2 separate regions of the Mus musculus genome follow, and region 2 is linked to region 1. The links are chromatin contacts, called in public ChIA-PET maps. All regions are on one chromosome and are shown on one strand. Each heading gives the region's core, a stretch centred on a gene start, on an enhancer-like site or on the middle of the called end of the contact. The rest is flanking DNA. Distances are from core to core; before and after follow the strand shown. Region 1 holds the start of Casp7 (caspase 7). Region 2 overlaps Gm32718 (a long non-coding RNA gene).

What was found. ChIA-PET counts read pairs in DNA pulled down with a chosen protein or histone mark.
Region 2: a contact with region 1 is called in an RNA polymerase II ChIA-PET map of memory CD8 T cells, with 9 read pairs. The contact joins the enhancer-like site here to the promoter of Casp7 in region 1. A contact is called at or near these places in 17 of 39 promoter capture datasets (the 3T3-L1 cell line, 3T3-L1-derived adipocytes, the C10 cell line and 10 more), 1 of 484 Hi-C or Micro-C datasets (natural killer cells), 6 of 115 datasets of contacts at active chromatin or transcription factors (acute myeloid leukemia, cardiomyocytes, effector CD8 T cells and 3 more) and 3 of 9 other capture datasets (adipose tissue, liver and macrophages).

Annotation. Positions count from the first base shown.
Region 1 is chr19:56,395,084-56,398,767 of GRCm38.p6, reverse strand. It overlaps Casp7 (caspase 7), which reads right to left and starts at 1,639. Exons shown (of 7, transcript NM_007611.2): 1 at 1,451-1,639.
Region 2 is chr19:56,758,075-56,761,780 of GRCm38.p6, reverse strand. Gm32718 (a long non-coding RNA gene) reads right to left here. Exons shown (of 7, transcript XR_001782687.1): 6 at 2,387-2,479. Among named protein-coding and RNA genes, the nearest start is that of Gm32718, 17 kb to the right of the region's middle. Within about 2 kb of position 1,875, at least 30 of the 459 cell types and tissues checked have an H3K27ac peak or open chromatin away from gene starts, as enhancers often do. A contact at or near this core is called in memory CD8 T cells, where this site is marked.

The DNA of each region.
Region 1 (3,684 bases), core at 390-2,889:
TCCTGTCTTACAATGTGGCTGCTCCTACTTGCAATCACTTTGGCCACTGGGATGCCACCTGCCCTGAGAGCTTCCCCAGACCCATGCTATGGGGTGTGGTGCCTAGTTTTGTTTTGTTGTTGTTTTTGTTTTTTGGGTTTTTTTTTTTTTTTTTTTTTTTTTTTTTTGGTCAAGTTGACACAGCCTAATATCACCAGGGAACAGGAAATCTCACTTGAGGAATTGCCCAGATCACAATGGCCTGTGGCTATGTCTATAGGGAAGTGCCTTGACCAATGGCTGGTGTGGGAGGGGAGGGCCCAGCCCACTGTAGTGGTACCATCCACAGGCTGTGTACTAATGGTAGCTGAGTGAGTAATCAGATTTCCTGCCTCCAGGCTCCTGCCTCGACTTCCCTCAATGACAGACTGTGACCTGAAGTCGTCAAATGAAATAAAGCCTTTCCTCTCTATGGTCATGGTGTTTATCCCAGCAAGAGAAAGCAGGCTAAGCAAGTTGATTGAGGTGGGTCTTCCTGAGGAAACAGGCTGCCTGCTTCCCAAACACAGCAACATTGAACAGGCTCACCTCCTGCCCAAATGCATACTTCCTTAAGTGAAAAAGTCCCGAGGCTGCCACCCAACCCATCAGTGTCACCTGAGGTTCACACCATGAGGGAACTAGAGACTTTGCCCATGTCCTATAGGAGGTTGCAGAGTGGCAGATTGTAATGCTAGGCTTTAACAATATGGACAGGGGTGTAAGGTTACGCTGGCCAAAATCTGAAGGAAGAAACAGCTTGTCAACAGAAAACCAGGGCCTTATCAGTTATCTCAGCTCAAGAGAAAGGCCTGTGAACTGCTTACAAACACCGCCTGTGCCTACTAATAAACTTACTTCCCCATAAACCCGAAAGGCCAAGGAGTAAAGGTGAGGTGTCGCCTGGAGCTCATACTGACAAGTGTCGCTTGCCAGTTTTTCACCAGTCTTAAGTCACTGTAAGAGTCTAAGAGTCCCGATGCAAGGGTCCCCAGACAAGAAAGAGTGTTTCAAGCACACTTCGCCTAGGTTAAAGACCTATGCACCTAACTCCCTCTTTCCCTGAGCACAAGCCACCAGAACCGCCCAAGATTCCCATTAAATGGACCCGGCAGCGCCTAAGTTCCCGGTCTGACAAGGTAGTCCTTGCGGGTTCAAACAACCACATCTACTGCCCTACACCCGCTCTTTCTTCCCTGTTACATCCGGAATGGCACCGGATGTCGTGAGACCCTGGTCCAGAAGACCAAGGGACCGCCGTGCCGAGCAAAGCGGGCGATGGCCAGGCATGTTGGAGAGCCTTCCGCGCCACAGCGCCCTGCAAGCAAGTTCTGCGAGCCTGCGGGAGGGAGGGGGACTCTGGGCGGGGACGCGCGGGAGGAAGGAGCTCGCGGAAGAGGGGAGGGAAAGCCGCGATGGCGGCCCAAGTTACCGTTCCCACGGCGGCGGCCAGGAGCCCACGGCAGCGTCCGTCCTCCGCAAGGGTCGAGGGCAGCTTTGGGAAAACTGAAAGCAAAAGTCCCAGAGGCGGAGGGGGAGGAGCGGGCGGGCCGGACGGGGCTGTGCCTGCAGCCCGGGAAAGCTGGGGGCGAGCGGGAACGCGCGCTACGGAGCCCGCCGCGGGAGAAGCTCGCGCGGGAAGCTCGCGCGGGAAGCCCTCGCCGCCCACGTGCTGCGTCCCCCCCTCTGCGACGTTTGGGCGACCCCTGCGGCTGCAGGAACTGGGCAGATAGAGCGCTCCCTACAGAACTGGCGGGCTCTGCAAAACTGCCAGCCAGAAAAGTGACCGTGACCCCGGGCTACCTGCTGCAAATCTGTTAAGTTCTCTGAAAATATGACTGCGCGCTTGGTCCAGACCTCTGCGAAGTTGGCAAGCGTCACCGGCACGGGAGGAGAGCGGCCCTGCAAATTGGGGCTATCCCTGTCCCCTCCTCTATGCCACATATGCAAATTTCCCCGCGCTCACCAGAGAGGAGTACTAAGAGACTCTAAAACTGTAAACGTCAAAAGTTCCACTGAGAACGCATTCTACAAAACTGTCTACCCAGCAGATGGACCCAAAATTCTGACTTGCTCTCCGCGATGGGGCACCTGTCTCGTTCTGTTTTTGTTTTTTACCTTTTTCCTAACACAAGCTGCTTCTCGACCAGATACTGTGCACCACCAGTCGCTTTAGTCTGATGTCTTCCCAGACGTTGTTGGGGAGGGGGGCGAACTTTGTCTTAAACACGTTTATACCTCCCAAACCCAGCTTGCACGGATATTGCGCCAAAATCATCATCCATGTGTGCTACCTCCCGTGTCAGGCACTAGGTTTGAGGAAGCAGACAGTGAGCTAACATGGGTTCCTGTTCATGTCATCTTCGACACAGACAGACAGACAGACAGATCTGGGCTTCCATCTGTAGACGCTTCCAATTCCTCCCCTCCACCTAGAGTTCTCAGAACAGCTCATTCACTCACACTGAAGCAAGCTATGTGAGAGAACTTTGTGAAAACGCCAGAGATACTCGATTCTCAGACCTACAGGTCTCCGGAGCCATCAAGGCTATTTTATTTGCTAGCATGGTTTTTCTTGAACCCCAGAGTTTTAGCACTAACTCTAGAATCTCAGCCAGTATGGGCACTTTCAATTCTTAATATGCCTGCCCTCCTTCTTATTTAATAATGCTAGTGTCCCTGAACTGTGGAGGCAAATGTTGGGGTAAGCCATGGCTCACGCTATGGTGATTTGCTTTTTAAAACTGACAGTCCTTTGAAAAATGAAGAAATCCTATCTCCACTATAATTTATCTTTGTGTAAACCATGACTTTTTCCAGGGTAGTCCTAAAACGTGGAACATTTAACAACCAATCTCTACTTATTTGGTGGTGAGGAATGTGAGAAGCTGCCCACCTGACAGCACCAGGGTCCTGTTGCCTGGACAGTGATGTTCTATCCACAAGAAGGTTTGCCTGTGCTGTGGCATGCGTGGCGCATCCGCACACAGGAATCCATCCCTCACGCAGATGGAGAGGCAGGGCGGCACCACAGGAAACCTCTTGTCTGTTCTTGCTTGTGGGTCGGCGTGAGAACATCCACTTACTTGCTCCCAGCCTGGATCATTACAGTACCGACTCTTAAACTTCTGGAAGCACAGAAGGGAAGAGACCCATGGCAGCTTCCGCTCTGTAATATTGTACTGACACCTTAAATGCAAGTGATTTCTCTCCTGAATGTCTCTCCTAGGTCTCCCCAGCTTTGGTGTTATGGCTTAACCCCAGGGCTTTGGAGAGAAGAAGCTTCGCTAAGTTATACCCCTGTTCCCAGCCATGTGACCGCACTAAGCATATGGTCTATAGTAAGTGTGTATCGGAATCTTCCTCCTAAGACCTCCACCAGCCTTATCTATCAGGTGGTTTCCCTGGGGCTGAGCTCATAACTGCTCCTGGCCTCATCTCTCTAGACTCTGTCTCTAGCCTCCTCCGGTAGCCAGGCTTGCCAGTAAGTTTCCGTGCCTACCTACAGGGCACACCTGCCCACACCTCACCCCTGTGGGTACCAGAGCGACTGTTCTCAATCTAACAGTCCACAAACAGCTAAGGCTGTAACTACACAGGACTCTAGTATAGAGATACCCCGAGATTAGCAGAAGTGCCGTTGTCTGTACCCACAGACCCAGACCC
Region 2 (3,706 bases), core at 626-3,125, 360 kb before region 1:
ACAGCTGACACCAACCTGCTGATGTGTGAGGACATATTAGCCCCCAGAGAAATGCCAGATTAATGAGTTCTGGGGCATAAACATTAGGAGAAACCCTCACCCAGCCATGACCTACCATAGAATCTCAAGCAAGTAAACAGTGGTGGTTTATTATGCAGCAATAGACAACTGGTCAACCACGTCCAATGCTTCTTGCTACCCTTGCATCTAGCACCCTGCCTTGTGTGTTATAGGTGATCAATAAATAAGACTTTCTATAGCTTCTGTGTAAGGAGACAAAGAAAAGAGAATGAAATGTAGCCTGGAATGGCTGGATCTGGCTGCGGTTCAGGCTGGGCATTTAATCTCTCAGTACTCTAGTTTATTTCTGGACTGGAGATTTCATAGACGTAGTTAGTCTAGGTGAGAACAGATGCTGTAGATGGATGCCACCCTCCTCTAACTGCGTCATGAGGTCAGAAAGCTGTCTTCAACATCCAAAGGGAAGAGATTTAACCCAGTCTCCATCTGCGGTCCACTCCCTTCTGTCTGGTGAGGTGACCTGAAGGCTTTAGGGAGAAGTCTGAGCATCCACTGGACCAAATGGTAGACATTTCAGCAGCCCCAGGCTCCTGGGCTAAGTTCCCTTCCTGGGAACCATTCCTCCTAATCAGCACAAACCACCAGGCAGTACTAGCACGAGGCATTGGCAGAGCATCCCAGAGACGACTAGTGAACCATCTCACAGAATGGAAAGAGGAGAAAGAACACTTCGTGCAGCAAACCGCATCAGAATTTCTTGGGAATTTTAAGATATTTGTCTTAGACTCAGAGAGTAGCTTGTCTATTGGCCATGGGTTTACAGGCTATGGCCGATTCTGTAAATAGTTTGTGAATGATTTTATGGCTGATAAATATAATTAAAAAGTGGAACAAATAGACTGTGTGTTAACTAGAGGCTTTTTCTCAGAATGATTTATTTAATGAGTCATATTGTTCTTATCTCTCCTCCATGGCGAGAGCATCCTGGCTGCTGTTCTGTTGCCAGGCTCCTCCAAAAAACATTGCCCTCTTTGCTCCAGAGAGGCAGCATGTACGCAGAGCTGCCTTGACCTCAGAGAAGGTCTACCCTTTTCCTTCCTTCTGCAGCCTCTCCCACAGAGGAGGAAGCAACACTGTCTCGGGCAATTTATTTTTCAGGTACTGCTTCTCAAAACTCCTTCATCAGCCACTACTCTATCAAGGTCAAAGCCCCGGGGACAGGTTTCTGCTGAGTGGCATCCCAGATGCTGTGCCTTCCCTCTGGGGCTTCCCAAGGCTGCCATCTGGGTATATGCCCTTGGATAGCTTGAGGCTTTTGAATCACGTGGGGGACTTTTTGTCATGAATGGATGTCAAAGACATGACCTTCCAGGATCTCCATGTAAAACTCTCTCACTGACTCATCCCTGCTCCACATAATTCCTAACCATCACCGGCCATCAGTCGAGCCAAAAATCAACCATGGCTGCCCGTTTAGAATGGTTCAGTGAGGTAGCAAAGAAGCATCACACGGAGTCTCTGGAAGAGCGCTCGAGCTATTTACATATTAAACCAAATAAAGTTGAATCAACAAAGATAGGAGGAAAGGACTCCTCAAAGCAAATGCTGACAGAAGCAAGTCCACTCAAATATGTTTCAGGATGGAGAGAGAGAGCATCCAGGATGCTCTAGCTCTAGGCCCAAATATATTTCAGACACAGAAAACCAGGAGACCATGATGGCGGGTGGAGAGGTGTCATTGTTGAACACAGTACCGTGAGTGTAGATGCTCAGTCAGTAGAAGCACAAGCTGCAGACAGACTTTGAGTCCTTGTTATTGTGTATCCGTAGTAACTAGGAGACAGCGGCTGCTGTGGACCTGAGCAATGAGTCATAGCTGTGAAGCCAGAGAGCTTCCTTACCAGGGAAGACAGACATGCACATATAGTAGGGGAAAGCCAAGACAACCCCTGCCATTAAAGGTGTCAGAAGTTCCATCTTTTCCTTTCTGACTCTTGCCCATCTTGGTACAGTGATGGGTAATGTCCTCAGTGTCTCCTATGTGCATTAAAACTCACCCGGGGCTGGCTTAGGGGAGATGGCTCTGCAGGTTAAGGTGCTGCCGTCAAAGGCAAAGGTCCTGAGTCTGGTATCTGAAGCCACATAGGAGAAGGGGAGAACCAATGCTTACAAGTTAAGTTGTCTTCTGACCTCTACATTCATGCCATGGAATGTGTTCCCTCCCTCCATCTACACTCAATAAATTAATTTAAACAGACAGTCCTGGTCTGGGGAGATAGCTGAATCTATAAGATAGTGCCCAAGCGTGGAGACTTGATTCAGAGCCCCAGCACCCATATTAGAAACTGGACACAGTGGCACACACCTGAAGACTCCGAGCTGGGGACGTAAAGGTCCTCAAGGAGCTTTTGACCAGCAGTCTAGGTGGGTCAGTAATGCCCAGCTTCAGTAAGAGAGCCTGAGTGCAAAAATAAAAGAGTGTTTGAAGAAGACACCTGAGGCAGATCTCTGGCTTACACAATTGTGTGTGAGCGCCTTCACACGTACATGGACAAAACACTACTCCCCTCCCCCCACATCAACAAAATAAAACAAACGCCACTGCCTTTCCCTGAAATGTCTTCTATCTGATCTTCCCTGGGTTATGCCATCTGCTTCTCTCTAAACTTCAGTAGTGGAGAACCAGGATACAGCAAACACGTGGAGCCAGAAAGATCTCTGTGTAGAACCAACGTGGAATTTGGAGAACAGTGGTCTGCAGGGGTGGGGGTCAAATTGTGCTGAGAGTTTATCAGAGGAACCAAGACAGACAAATCAGAAATAAGTCACCCACCAGATCTGAGATTGAAGCTACTGTTTGTATTACTTGTTGGCTAATAAACCATCTTCTCAGGACCCTTTATACGTTTATAAGTAAAGGGACAGAATGATATACCTGAGAGGTATACCTCTTTTACAAGGCCGACTCTCCAAGATATGCAGATTTCTGAGCAAAAAAAAAGCTGTGTGAGGAGTGTGTGTGTGTGCGTACATGTGTGGTGTGTGTGTGGAGTGTGTGTGTATGTGTGTGCATGGTGTGTGTGAGGAGTGTATATGTGTACATGTGTGTGTGGTGTAGTGTGTGTGTGTGGTATGTGTGGTGTATGTATGTGTGTTCGTGTGTGGTGTGTATGTGAGGAGTATGTATGTGTACATGTGGTGTGTGTGAGGAGTGTGTATGTATATGTGTGTGTGGTGTGGTGTGTGTGTGGTATGTGTGGTGTATGTATGTGTGTGCATGTGTGGTGTGTATGTGAGGAGTATGTATGTGTACATGTGGTGTGTGTGAGGAGTGTGTATGTACATGTGTGTGTGGTGTAGTGTGTGTGTGGTATGTGTGGTGTATGTATGTGTGTGCGTGTGTGGTGTATGTGAGGAAGGAGTGTGTATGTGTACATGTGTGTGTGTGTTACATGTTACTATGGAGATCAGAACAGGATGCTATGTGCCTTCCTCTGTTTTTCATCTCTTTTTCCTGATACGGGATCTCTCACTTAATTGGCAGCTGGAAGCAAGCTCTCATCCTTTTGGCTGGATGATGGGAGAACAAGTTATCCAGAACTGCAAGTCTCTCTCTGCCCAGGCACTGCTGGGTTTACAGGCGTACGAAGCCATGCTTGGGGTTTGATGTGTGATCTGGACACAC